Regions from separate parts of the Macaca mulatta genome. Here region 2 is linked to region 1. The links are chromatin contacts, called in public Hi-C maps. All regions are on one chromosome and are shown on one strand. Each heading gives the region's core, a stretch centred on a gene start, on an enhancer-like site or on the middle of the called end of the contact. The rest is flanking DNA. Distances are from core to core; before and after follow the strand shown.

What was found. Hi-C and Micro-C count contacts between places; a contact is called where the count stands out from the background.
Region 2: a contact with region 1 is called in a Hi-C map of fetal cortex germinal zone, with 2.2 times the contacts expected there. The contact joins the promoter of LOC100426567 here to the promoter of ZNF24 in region 1. A contact is called at or near these places in 4 of 14 Hi-C or Micro-C datasets (blood, cortical neurons, fetal cortex germinal zone and 1 more).

What each region holds. Positions count from the first base shown.
Region 1 is chr18:57,125,643-57,133,065 of T2T-MMU8v2.0, reverse strand. It overlaps ZNF24 (zinc finger protein 24), which reads right to left and starts at 3,900. Exons shown (of 4, transcript NM_001266015.1): 1 at 3,827-3,900; 2 at 390-892; 3 at 1-136. The coding sequence starts at 809. It overlaps LOC106994480 (a long non-coding RNA gene), which reads left to right and starts at 5,118. Exons shown (of 2, transcript XR_003724482.2): 1 at 5,118-5,213; 2 at 5,844-7,423.
Region 2 is chr18:57,187,569-57,194,535 of T2T-MMU8v2.0, reverse strand. It overlaps LOC100426567, which reads left to right and starts at 1,813. Exons shown (of 3, transcript XM_015121837.3): 1 at 1,813-1,888; 2 at 2,521-2,743. The coding sequence starts at 2,695. ZSCAN30 (zinc finger and SCAN domain containing 30) reads right to left here and starts at 1,719. Exons shown (of 4, transcript XM_077974934.1): 1 at 1,628-1,719.

The sequences.
Region 1 (7,423 bases), core at 2,651-5,150:
GGGAATGGAGCTCCCAGGATGCCCACTTGAGCTGGTTCTCCACAGCATCAAGCTCAGAACTTGGTAATCCCTGAGCTTCTTCTTGAGATACCATGTCTTCTACTAGTACTTCCCGTTTTCGTCGACGGAGAGAAACCTGGAAACAGAAAGATGTGATTCAGAGAAGGAACTGTAATGAGAATCAGAACTAAAAACATGTAAGAGAAACCCCATAAAACAAATATTGCAGAAGCCTAGATGGCAAAGAAGCACAGATAACAGGGAGTGGTAGGGGCATGGGGGAAAAGGTATAAACCTAATTCTAATTTAGTTGAGTGGAATTAATTCAGCAGCTTTGCCTACTACTATGCCAGTGCTTCTGACCCAGGAAATGACACAAGCAGGCTCACCGGTTGTCCAGGGTCATCAAGTTCACTCTCCAAATCCTCCAGCACTGTCACTGCCTCCTCTCCATTCTCTGGATGATGATCTCGAACCCAAGTCTGTAGCTCTTTGGGTAGGATGGCAACAAACTGCTCCAGCACTACCAGCTCCAAGATTTGCTCTTTTGTGTGCGTCTCTGGCCTGAGCCACAGACGGCAAAGTTCTCGGAGCTGGCTCACAGCCTCACGGGGCCCAGGTGAATCCTGGTATCCAAACTGCCTGAATCGCTGTCGGAAAATCTCTGGGTCTGGGAGATGGTTCCAGGGGATACTTGATCCCTCTTCGCCATCAGGATCCTCCTCCAACTTCACTCTCAGAATTTTTTCCTCTTCATCTGGAGTTGGGATGATAAGTATTGAATCTTCTTCCACTGACTGTGCAGACATTCTGATTTATAATATTTCAAGAAAATACAACTGAGGCAGAATATAAGCCTCAGGGCAATACCCCGTTTTCTTCACAGGCACTCCTGAGGCACAAGAAATAAAAGATATATAAATAAGCAAAAATATCCTAAGAATTTGGACTTACACTGGTAAAAGTAAAAGATACTTGTTCTTTGATGGAGTTAAAAATTCCAGTCAATAACCTACACTAGGAATTGGCAAACTACAGCTTCGCGGCCAAATCTAGCCTGTCACCCATTGCTGTACAACTCTTGCACCAATAATAATTTTCACATTTTTAAATGGCTGTGGTCTTCACCACAGTGCCTTAGGGAATGGAGCTCTCTAAAATCAAATGAATACCTAATGATATTTAGGGAATGGAGCTCCCCAAAGTCAAATGAATACCTCATGACAAGTGAAAATGATACGAAATTAACATGAATGTGTCCATAAAAAATTGTACTTACTCATACTTCACGCTACAATAGCAGAGTTGAGTAGTTTCAACAGACTAGATGGCCTAAAAAAACCCAACACAGTCATGCACTACAAAATGATGTTTGGAGGCCGGGCGCGGTGGCTCAAGCCTGTAATCCCAGCACTTTGGGAGGCCGAGACGGGCGGATCACAAGGTCAGGAGATCGAGACCATCCTGGCTAACACGGTGAAACTCCGTCTCTACTAAAAAATACAAAAAACTAGCCGGGCGAGGTGGCGGGCCCCTGTAGTCCCAGCTACTTGGGAGGCTGAGGCAGGAGAATGGCGGGAACCCGGGAGGCGGAGCTTGCAGTGAGCTGAGATCCGGCCACAGCACTCCAGCCTGGGCGACAGAGTGAGACTCAGTCTCAAAAAAAAAACAAACAAACAAAAAAATGATGTTTGGGTCAATGAAGGACCACATAGATGACAGTGCTCTCATAAGATTATAATGGAGCTGAAAAATTCAAGATTCACCTAGTGACACTGTAGCTGTTGTAAGGTTAATGCATTATTCACATGTTTGTGGTGATGGTGGTGTAAACAAACCTGTTGTGTTGCCAGTTTAACACATACAGTTATGTATGGTACATAAAACTTGATAACAACAATAAACGACTATGTTACTTGTTTATGTATTTACTATACTTTTCATACTATACATTTTAGAGTGTGCTCCTTCTACTTATTAAAAAAAAAGTTAACTGCAAAATGGCCTCAGGCAGGTCCTTCAGGAGCTATTATAGAAGGCACTGTTATCACAGAGATGACAGCTCCATGCACGTTACTGCTACTGAAAACCTTCCAGTGGGACAAGATAGGGAGGCAGAAGGCAACGATATTGATAATCCAGACCCTGTGTAAGCCTAAGCTAATGCATGTGTTTGTCTTAGTTTTTAACAAAAAAAGTTCCAAAAGGAAAAAAAAATAAAAACTGGCTAGGTGCAGTGGTTCACATCTGTAATCCCAGCACTATAGGAGGCTGAGGCAGGAGGATCACTAAAGACCAGGAGTTCAAGGCTCCACTGAGCTATGATCGCACCACTGCATTCCAGCCTGGGCAACAGAGTGAGACCCTGTCTCTAAAAAATGAATTTAAAAATAGCAAAAAGCTGGGCCTGGCGCAGTGGCTCACACCTGTAATCCCAGCACTTTGGGAGGCTGAGGCGGACGGATCACGAGGTCAAGAGATCGAGACTATCCTGGCCAACATAGTGAAACCCTGTTTCAACCAAAACGAAGGTTTGCTTTATTTTATGTGCTTAAAAAAATTTTACCACTTAAAAAATAAGGTATTTAAGAACTCCTTGGACTTAAAATATATGTGGAAAAAATGTTCACTTGCTGAGTAACAGATCACATAATATTGAAAAGATCATATGTGAAAAACAGATCACATATTTTGAAAAATTATCTTGCACATAATACGTAAATATTCAGTCTTCCACCACACCATACGTACATTTATATTTATAATGATAGGCATTAATCACAGAAAATTCTATTAAGAAAAGGCACTCGCATTAGCACCTTAACTTCTTGCAGTGGTCCAGTGTCTTGTCCTTACACTGGATGACTCACAGTTTCCCCAGTTCTACCTTCAGGGAAACTGTATGCTGTTTCTGGACCTTTATTATTTGCACTATCATGCCCGTGCTGTTGTTTACGACACATACTAGCAATGAGCCATGCAGCCTATGAACAACAACTTAAAAAAACTTATCGTAACCCAAGCAAGATGAAGACTGGAATCAGAAAAGGCCTTATCAGACAAGTAATACATACTGGTTTAATTAAATACCCTGGAGTGTGGTGGCCTTATAAATAAGGTCTAGCCAACATTGATTTGTTCCTATTCCAAGACCCTGCTTATCAACGGTGCAACTATTTCTACATATATTTCTCTTCCTTTCATGCTGTAGAGCATACTGCTTGTGGGAAATGGAGGGAAGGCCAACGGTCCCGACAATGTTTGGTCAGAGCACCTCGTTCCAGGTGATCGCCCACCTTACTGCTGCATAGACCTGCTGTGTACCCCGATCCCGGCCAGTCCTCTAGCCCCTCTTCCCAGCACTCAGGACGGCGGATTTCACATGACCAAAGACCACCCTGTGACAACAGCGTCGGAACCACGGCACTTCCGCCTGCGGCCGGTGGGACTACAAATCCCAACAGCCCCGCGCAAGTCTCGCCCCATACCACCTCCTCCCAACACGACTCCCAGAACCCTCCGCGAGACGCCAGGGCCTCGAAATAGAACAAAACCGGCCGGTGGGGGAGGGGGAAGGTGAGGGTCTCGGAGGACACCGGGGGTTAGAGAGCACTCTGCAGACGCCGAAGACCCAAGCAAGCCTGCCGCCTACCTCTCCCCGCCCCACAACTGCTAGGCGCGGAGAGCGCGGCCTGTTCCCCGCGCCTCCCGGGAAGCTGAGGAAGGTCCCGGGAAGGCTTCCCCGCCGGCTCCTGCTAAGAGGTCCGCAGACCCTAGCCCGGTGTCCCCCTCCCTCCCATAACGTTCCCCGCACACCGGCGCAAACCTCTGGCTCAGGAACCGCAGCAGCTTCGCTGTCCACGGCAGACGCAGAAACACCGTTCACAAGCCTTTTCCCAGAAGCCCCCGGCACGGGCTGCTTCCGGTCTGCGGGCCTGAGGAGGCGGGGAGAGGTAAAGCCCACGTTGCCATGGAGAAGCTCCCCGGGCGGGGGAGGGGCGGCCCCACGACAATGACCGCATTGAGGCTGCGCTTGGCCTCGCGCCTCGAACAGCCTAGCGTCCTCTGGACCGTTTAAAAGAAAAGTAGAGGACTCTACCATTAAGATAGTCCTTACAGTTTCGCAAGCCCTTTCACGTGCATTATCTTGTGGATCCTCTAAGTAATTCCCTGCAAGAAGGAATAAAAGCGAGTATTTGTGAAAGCTTACTACACTGTGCCAGGCGCTCTCGTCGTGCTTTACATGTCATTTATTTTTTCACAAATAAATGATGTAGGAACTTTCATTATCCCCATTGCACAGCTGAGATAGTTGAGGCACAAATACAGTAAGTAACTTGACAAGAGCTCACAACTCATTTGTGGGTAGCAAGATTTGAAACCAAGACGTGATTCAAATCTTTGGCTCCCACTAGTTATGTCACGGAGCTTTATTCTGACCTATTTGTCAGGAAAACTAGATGAGACAGGTTAAGGGTTTTGGCAACGATGTCACGGTGAATTTGTAGAATGCATGGTCATCTTCAAGCTGGGCATTTTATACCATAAAACAGCTGCTGACGCAATCATTTATTACAAATCAGACCACTTCACTCCCCTATTTAAAGCCCTCCAATTTATGCCATAATAATTTATGACATAAAAACTCCTTATAATGTCTTGTAAGTCCCCCATGGTCTGTTGCCTGCCCGCACCCCCAGACCCTGGCGCCCCCAGTCACCTCAGCTCTTCAGCTCCGTGTGGCCCAAGATCCTCAGCCTCACCGCCAGCCTTTCATGACACATGACCCTTCATGGCACTATTATTAATGGAAGTGATCTCATTTATTTACTTGTTTTTTGTTTTGTTTTGCCTTTAAGTCCCTTAAGGGCAGGGACCTTGACTGTCTTGTTCACCACAGCATCCCAGCCTAGACCCAGGAAGCTGACTGCCTGGTAAATAGAGAACACAATAAATGTTTGTTGAATAAATAAATGAATTGTGGGATGGTTACATTGCTGCCTTTAGTTAGGTCACATGATTGGCATCAGACACCACACAAAGGAGCCCTGTTGTTTAAGGACTGGTCAAAAGTGTAGATCCAACCTAACATAAGCATTTCAAGTTCCTCAGGCTTTGACTTTTTGCCTCATTCGGGAAAATGCCCTCTGCAAAGTGCCGTCAGGCTCTGCTGGGTTCGTGCATGAAGACAGCAAGTGAGCCAGCAGCTGATGGTATACCATTGCTTTTCACTCCGACCAGAGCCTTTCTCACAACCCGTGCTAACACTTCTCTCTTCATTGCAGGAAGCTTCAGAAATCCAGCCTTTTCACTCTGCTACTTGGATACGGCCCCCAAGCAGCTTGGCTGCTCTTCCCAACTTTTCCCTCTTTTCTGATTCATAAAGGCTAGCTGAAGTCATTTTTGTTTTATGAGTTTTTACATCTAATTAGTGTTGGAAAACAAAAATCTCAAACGAAACCTTGGGGAAGTTAAAAATGTTGCAAAGTTTTACAAAACCCTTTTCCTGTGATTATATTCTGTTTGTTTCTGTCACCCAGGATGTAGGGCAATGGTGCAATTTTGGCTTACTGTGGCTTCGACCTCCCGGACTCGGTGATCCTCCCACCTCAGCCTCCTGAGTAACTGGGCATTTTATACCATAAAACTGGTGCTGATGCGATTATTTAAAATTACAAATCAAACCACTTCACTCTCCTAATTAAAGGCCTCCATTTTATGTCGTAATAATTTATCTTGAAATGCTTGTGGAAGGCTGGACTTACACTTTTGACAAGTCCTTAAACAACGGGTGTGCTCCACCATGCCCAGCTAATTTGTTTGTTTGTTTGTTTGTTTTTCAGAGATGAGGTCTTCCTATGTTTCCTGGACTGCTCTCCAACTCCTGGGCACAAGTGACCCTCCTGCCTTGGCCTCCTAAATTGCTAGGATTGCAGGTGTGAGCCACCGTACCTGGCCTCCATTCTATTCCTAATTCCTTCTAAAATACTACATGGAAACCACAGTGAGGTTTTCCTCACTAAGTTACTCTTTTGAAGGCAGACGCTAATAACACCTGCTTTGAAACACCATCCTTCTGAGGTCCTCTGGGATTTTTTCTGAATGGTGGCCCTTGTTGCCATCTTAAAGGTCTAGTCAAGATAAAACATCATGTTCCTCTGGACAACCTGAATGGAGGGGGCAGCTTCATACCAGGGCCTGACAATCTTGCACATATCCACATAGACCACATAGGCAATGCCTGAACCACAGCTGATCTGAATCTTGGCAGAACACCTTGGTATCCTCCCAGAAGATGAGCGCAATGAGAGACTTGTAAGCAGCTCCTGCAAGGCCATTTCCCACTCAGCTCTCTGTCTTCCAAAGAGACTGTCATGAGGCAGTTTCTCATTGCTTCCCGGGTTCCAGTGAGCCATTCTGCCTTAGCCACTTAGAGTACAGCCACAGGTTATAACAAGGCTTAGCTGCAGCATGGCATTGACCCCTCAGCAACAACGTGTCCACAACGTATGCTGTAGTCATCCAGCCCCTTCTGTTTTGGTGTCATCATTTTGGTATCTGAGACAACAGCTCATGGAGAGCTGGCACTTGCTTTTGCTTTTAATGTCTGTGTAAATAATAATATGTCTAAATTCAAAAAGGGCTCATTTCTTTACCAGCCAAATCTTTCAACCTTGTCTTGATACCAAACATCTGATTCATCAATTAATGGTAAAACAAACAAAACTACCAGACAGATACTACCTGGGTACCAGAAATATAGAGATTAATAAAATGAAGTCATGATTCCTTCTTTGTTTTTCCCTTTAAAAGAGATGGGGTCTCACTCTGTTGCCCAGGCTGGAGTGCAGTGGCGTAATCACAGCTTGCTGCAGCCTCAAACTTCTGGTAGGGATCCTCCCGCCTCAGCCTCCTAAAACGCTGGGATTACAGGTGTGAGCCACCATGTCCAGCTTGATTCCTTCTTTTAACATTACCATCTCTTATTAAGGAAATAAACAGCAACAACAGAAAAAAAACAAGTATTCACAAGGCAGTGTAGAGCGCTACTAGAGAAGAGCAGAATGCCTGTAAGGGTTCCTAAATGAGATGGTGTGCTGAGAGGGAAGGGAGGCACCCTGAAATGGAGGAAGCCAGCAAGAAGTTTTCAGGCTGGGCATGGTGGCCTGCACGTTTGGTCCCAGCTACTCAGGAGACCGAGTTGGGAGGATTGCTTGAACCTGAGGGGTTGAGGATGCAGTGAGCTGTGATCGCATCACTGTACTTAAGCCTTGTGGACAGAGCAAGATCCTGATCAAAAAGAAAAAAAAAAAAGTGTTCACATTGGAAGGAAAGCATAGACCTTCAGATTTGGTGTTATCAGATTCCATCCAAGACTGATTTTTTTTCTAGGCTTTGGAGCTCTCAATCCCCTTCAGCTCAA
Region 2 (6,967 bases), core at 564-3,063, 64 kb before region 1:
CACAAGGAGAATAGACAAAACCACAATTATTGACAGAGAATTCAATACTCATCTTTCAATAATTACTTTTAAAATTAGTAGAAAATCAGCAAAGCATATAGTAAACTTCAGTAATACCATTAATCAACTAACAATAATCAAATAGTCGACCCAACGGCAGCAGAATATATTAATATATCCTTCTCAAATGTGCATGGAACATTTATGAAGACAGACCATGTTTGGGGCCATTAACGAGTCTGAATAGATTTTAAAGAATTCAAGTCATACACAGTATGTTCTTTGACCACAATAAAATTGAATTAGAAAGAAATATCAGAAAAATCTCTAGAAACCCCCCAAATATTTAGAAACTGAAAAAATCCAAGTTCAAAGTATTCTGAACTGAATGAAGACAAAAACACAACACATCAGAATTTGTGAGATGCTGCTAAGGCTGTACTTAGGGGAAAATTTATAGCACCGAAGTTCTATAACACAAAATAAGAAATATCACAAATCAGAGACCTCAACTTCCACTTAAAGTAACCAGAAAAAAAGAAAAAGGCAAATTAAACCCAAAGCAAGGAGAAAAAAGGAAATAAAAGGGGCAGAGTGGAAATTAATAGACCAGAAAATGAAAGACAATTTTTAAATAAATGGAAAGCTGGTTCTCTGTAAAGATAAAAATGACAAACCTCTGGCCTATCTGACAAGGGCAAATGGGAGAAGATACAAATTACTAAGAGCAAGAATGAAAGAGGTAACATCACTGTAAATTCAACAGATACAAAAAGGACAAAGTAATATTATAAACAACTTTATGCCAACTTATACAAAATTGGCTGATTCTTTAAATGATACAAAATACTAAAGCTTACCCTAGAAGAAATATATAACCTGAATAGCACCATATCTATTAAAGAAACTGAATTTGTTAAAGTCTGGAGGGGGCTGAGGCAGCAGCTACCACTTAGCCACCCACTATTTTCTGAAATCTCTTCTTTCCCCACCGGACAGGTTAATCCAAGTCACACGTCTCATTGCTCTCAAACCAGAAATGAGATCCTAACTTCTCATTTCCTAAGATATTTATATGAACACAGCAATATCCTTTCCTACCCTGATTACCCCGCACCCTCCATTTCGGGTCCTTCTCACCCTGATCAATGAGAATTGTTCTAGGAAGCAAACCTTAAATAGACCTCGTACCCTTTCTAGATTGCAAAGTAGATAAAAATCCAACTTTCCGTTAATTCAGGGATTAATTACTGAGCATCACTTATTTCTTGCGCATTGGTTCTCAAAATGTGGTCCCAGGACCAACAGCTTCAGGATCACCTGAGAATCTGAGCTGCCACCGCCCCCTCCCCCACGACTAAATCAGCAAGTCCGGAGTTGTGGGGCAGAAGTCAGTATTTTAACAAGGCCTCCAGGTGATTCTGATGCGCGCCACTCTTCTGGGGGTGTAAAAAACCAGAGAGGACAGGAAGAAAGTTAGAATTAAAGCATACCTACGAGTCAGACAAGCTTCAGGGGGAGGGGCGGTTATTTAAAAAACGATAACTAATTAAGAACTTGTATGTAGTAAGAAAACCTACCCTGCCCCAGAGAGCTTTCCCGAAAGATAACGGATTCCGACATTCACCTCAAGAACCGGCAGACAGAGCAGCAAGGGATGTGTCGCTGGCCAAGCAGGTCCCTGGCTAAGGCACTGCTAGGGACAGCTCGCGGGTTTTCGGGGGTTAATTCTCGGCAACCCTCCCTCACCCGATGCCCAGTCGCCGCCCTGCGCCTGCGCAGTGACGCGCCATAGAGCTGAGCACTCCTCCCAGATTCCTAGAGCTGACAGAGCGATGGCGGGTTCGCCGGGTGTGAGGCTTCACAGCGGTCCGGTGACCAAGTCGAGGTACGGGTGATGTCGGCTCGTGGATAGCAGAGGAATTCCGGATGATCTTGCCTAACGAGCGGCCTTACAGAGCCGCCAGGAAACTGTGCGTGGTTTCTCGAGTCCTTGGAGAGTGAAGGCCCCCGGGGTCGCTCCTGGGCACGGAGAGCCGATTGGTTCACGGCCTAGTGTTGGGTTTGTCCCCCGTCAGCCCTTGCTGGCCTTGGGTTCAACCGAATGAACGCCAGAAACTCTGTGGGGCGGGTGGAGTCACCAAGCGTGGTGCATCCACACAAATCAGCCTACCGTACTGGGAAAGAGCCACCTGAATTTGTGAGTGTTGGAAAAAGCAAAAGGGGAAGAAAAATGATCAGTAGTGTCATTTTTGGATAGGAAGGGCAGCGAATAACATAGTGTTAACCACTAGAATTCATTGTAAAATTCCCCCCTCTGCGTTATCTTTACAGTTACACCTTTTTTGGGTAGCATTAACCCCTAATTTTGTTTGAACATCTCTAGACTTGGAATGGGAATGTGTGTCTTAAGTGGGTTAATCCCTGGTTCATCGATGATGAGGAGGAAGCCTAATACATTCTGAGAGAAAAGCAACTGGAAGTCAAATGAGATTTTTTGTTTTCTCCTTCTATCTTGAGGATTTTTCTGGTGGTCTAGTCTCAGAGATTACATCTGTAGTCAGCACAATGATTCCCTTCCAAGCCCAGTGGTGCCCAGTTGCCTCCAGGTCCCAGACCTTTATGTGGACAAGAAAAGCTTACAGAGGAAATGGTAATTCTCCACTTGCACCCTGAGGTGTCCAGTTGCAGCCCATGGAGATCCAGTTCAATTATGAATCTCAGGAACACCACCTTCTGTCAGGTGAGAGGCAGGGTATTATGTCTTTCTTAGTGGCTTTGGCGGGGTGGGGAGGATGAGGGGGTGTCACCCTATGCTAGTGTCTTCAAATGATCCTCCTTAACTCTGTTAGGCACTATTACCTCTTTAGTGTACCAAGCATAGTCACGTGACTTTATTTCAAAATCAGGCAATCAAATTCTCATGCAGCTCTCTCCACTTTTTAAAGACCCCAAAGTCATTCATTTTTCCCTGTATAATGACCTCATTGCTAATCTGTCAGTTTTGATCATTTCTCTTATCTACTGTAGGGGCATAGTTAAAAGTTCTGGAGTCTGACAAACTGGATTCAAACAGTAGTTTTGTCACTTAGCTAGCTCCAGTAAGTTACTCATATATTTTACGATTCTGTTTCCTCACTTTTCAAGTGTATAGTAATTCATACCTTGAAGTTATTTTGAGATTTATATCTATGTATTACTCCAGAATAAAGAACCCCAAAATTTAGTGACCTGAAACATCAGACTTTTTAAATCACATTACTTCTTATGGTTCTGTAGGTCATCAACTTGAGCTGGGTTCACCTGGTCAATTTTTTTTTCTCTTGATCTTTTCTGGGGTCATTTATGCAGGCATCTCAGGGCTGACTCTTCTGGGGCCAGAGTCTAAGATGGTTTCAATCACATTGTCTCAATGTCAGACTGTTGGTGCTGGCTATGGCTTGAGTCCACATATCTTCAGCAGGTGACCCTGGACTTTTTTGCAGGACAGCTTGTTTCCAGTCAAAGAGAAGGCAAGCTCTCCAATACCTAGCACTTTTCATACCTATGTTTGTGTTTCATCTGTTAATGTCTCATTGATGAAAGCAGGTCATATGACCAGTTCTGAAGTCATTGTAGAAGGAAACTACACAGGGATATAGGTACTGGGAGATAGGATTCACTGGGGTACATTAATACTGTAACAGGCCAGGTGCAGTGGCTCACACCTGTAATCCCAACACTTTGGGAGGCCAAGGCAGGAGGAATGCTTGAAGCCAGGAGTTCAGGACCAGCCTGAGCAACAAAGTGAGACCCCATTTCTACAAAAATTTAAAAAATTAGCCAGGCATAGTGGTGTATGTGTGCCTGTAGTCCCAGCTATTTGGGAGGCTGAGGTGGGAGGATTGCTCGAGCCCAGGAGTTCAGAGGCAGCAGTGACGTATGATTGCACCACTGCACTCCAGCCTGGGCGACAGACTAAAATCCCGTCTCCAAAGAAACACCAAAAAAAAAAAAAAACTAAACAAGATCCTTAATGTAAAACTCTGAGCACAGACTTTGCTTACAGTAATTCTTTATAATTGGTAGCCACTATTATTTTAAGTAAGATAATTTTGATCTCAACTTTTTTCAGGTGTCCTGTAGGGTCTCATTTCCGCATCACATTACTTCTTTTTGGTTTGTCCTCTTATTGCGCTGTTTTTCCTATGAGTCACCTTCCATTGTCCCTTTTTTCACTCTAGATCTGCTTCTTTTCAGTCTTGGAGCGTCTTTATTTTATTTTACTTAGTTTTTCTCTCCTATATCTAGAGCTTGTCCTTCCTTAATAATCTATTCCAAGACATCTAGCTCTTATCTTTCCTGAGAATCACTGGAGAATTGGACCTCTTCCTTGCAGTTTTACATAAATTGATATACTTAGTCCTTGTGTTTATGTCTCTTAGAATATGTATAAAATAACATTTTATTATAGAGAAATACAGTTATACTAAAGTCAATTTGTAAAGAATAGGAGAACACAAAACAAAATTTAAATAACCTTCAGCTCCACCCTCTAGAGATAGTCACTGCTAACATTAATATATCCTGAAAATCATTCATTTAATTCTGTTTACTAATAAGATCATACCTTATTAATTACTAGCCATATAATATCAGTTATTAAGGGTTTCCTCTGTGCCAATAACTGTTCTAAGTGCTGGCGATATAGCAGTGAGCTGAACACACAAAGCCTTTGCTGTCAAAGTGCTTACATGCTAGTGGAGGAAAGGAGAAAATAAATGAAGGCTCATTATATTATTAGATAATGATAATGGTTATGGAGAAATTAAACCAGGATATATCAGTCAGGATTCTAGCAGGAAGCAGATGGCTCATTCCAGTGCAGTAATTCGGAGTTTCATGAAGAGGATGGGGATGATTACAGAAGTCAGCAAGGGGATGATTACAGAAGTCAGCAAGGGATGGAGAACAGCCATAGATCAGACAACACTGGGGAGCAGTTACTACCTGTAGGTCTTCAGGGACCAGGGGAGAGATTGATTACCAGACCCTGGAAAGTACAGCTGTAGGATTTAGCCATCTGATAGGAGCTCTGGCCTTTGCTAAAAGGCTCAGCTACTGGCCCAGCAAGGAGAGAGCCAGGATGTAGAGTGACCAGTTCATCCCAGTTTGCCTGGAATTTAGCACTGAAAGCCGCAATAGCCCCTTCAGTTTTAGGCAAACCAGTACAGTCAGTCACTCTACTGTTTTCCCACTTGTGCCCAAACCTACTTGCATACCAGAGGGCATGGAACCCCAGGTGGTACAATCTGTCAACATCAATCTCCTGGTACAGAGCAGGGTAGGGCACAGAGCAGGGTGGAGAGTAGATCTGGAGAGGTAAAAGGAGAATATTCATTATAATCCACCACTTTTATCCTGCAATATCTACCCCAACATAGCGGAATAACAAAGTCCCTTAAGCTGCCATTTAATTTCAAGTTGACATAATTAAATCATATTCCCACTGGAAACCTGGAATTTAACTCCCACTAGTGCCCTTCATATAAAATGGTGAGGGAAAGGGGGAAAAGGCATAATTAACATAAAGCATGATGGCTACTGTTTTTGCTATTCACAAAGCCTAAATTGATAATCCTAATTATCTTCTTCCATTACTCATTTTATATCTCCCTTACTCTCTGTCAGCACCTCGGTGGCATAAATTTCTTTACCTAGTTAAGTAACATAAAGCTGCTTTCCTGGATGATCTGAGTCCTCAGTAATCCTGCTTCTTTCAGGCTGCTTCAGTGTACCATTGACTAGGCCTACTAGACATGAGAGGACTAAGACGCATCCCATTGAATCCTCTTGAGTTCCAGACATACTCTTTCTATAAATGCCCTTCCTGTGTTGCAGCAACCAGTTCCCCTTTGGTAATTGAGATCAGTCATCCTGGACAGTAAAGTGATCCCTTCTATGTTGGTTCAGCAGCATGAGGATCCCAGAATGACCAGGAGACAGTTTCATCTTTGAAATTAACAAAATCATGACTTTGTTCCATGGTGGAAACATTTCTCCTTTGAGCATGAGCATGAGAACTTCAAACTCACCATGCCCACAATTCGGGGGATAGAAAGCAAAAATAATACAAGCAAATTATTAGGTCTCTAATAAGAGGAACCATTCTCACTCTTCCTCCACCCTTGGTTCCTGTACCTGTGTATGTATTCTGGCCATGGTGAAAAAAACAATATTTATTGTCCTTTGATTTAAGGCGTATATTGCATCTATATGACAGCACCCCAGACTTACAGGGTGTTGTGTTGTTGACATAACTCAGCCTTTAGCAGATACTTCCACATACTTTTTGATTAATGGGCATATGGCAAGACCTATGAATTACGTGTATGTGAACTCACTGCTATACTTTTTTTCCTGAAAAATGAGTTACTTGGAGGCAACAGTATCGAATACTGTGGTAATAAACATAACCTTAAGTCAATGCAAATTTATATCTGGACTATGTATTTAATACTTTGTAAACAAATCACTGCCCTCTTTTTGATAGAAGTGGTTCAGTGTAGTGAATCTGCCCCATTTCTAGGGAATGGTACCTTTTTAGGGGCTTGGTTTTGGTCTTGGCTGTTAGCTGCTTGGGCACATAGAAGTTGTGATAGGCGTATCAGCCTTAATGAGGGGAGGTCCATGTTGTTGAGCCCATATATAGTTCTCATTCCCACTGCCATGACTACTTTATACATGAGCCTGTTGGATAAGCATTGGAAGAGAGACTGGTTGACAGTCATAAAGTAGATCATCATATCTGTCTGACGGAAAGGCTTCTCCACAGTAGATGCCCTTTGGTGAGGATTCACATGCGACACAAATATATTCACATTCATTGCCCATTCTGGGAATTCCATCCTCACTCATACTTTTCCCCTAGAATCTTTGCTTCCAGTCCTCCAATCTTGTTCTTTCTAGGTACCTCCATAATCAAATA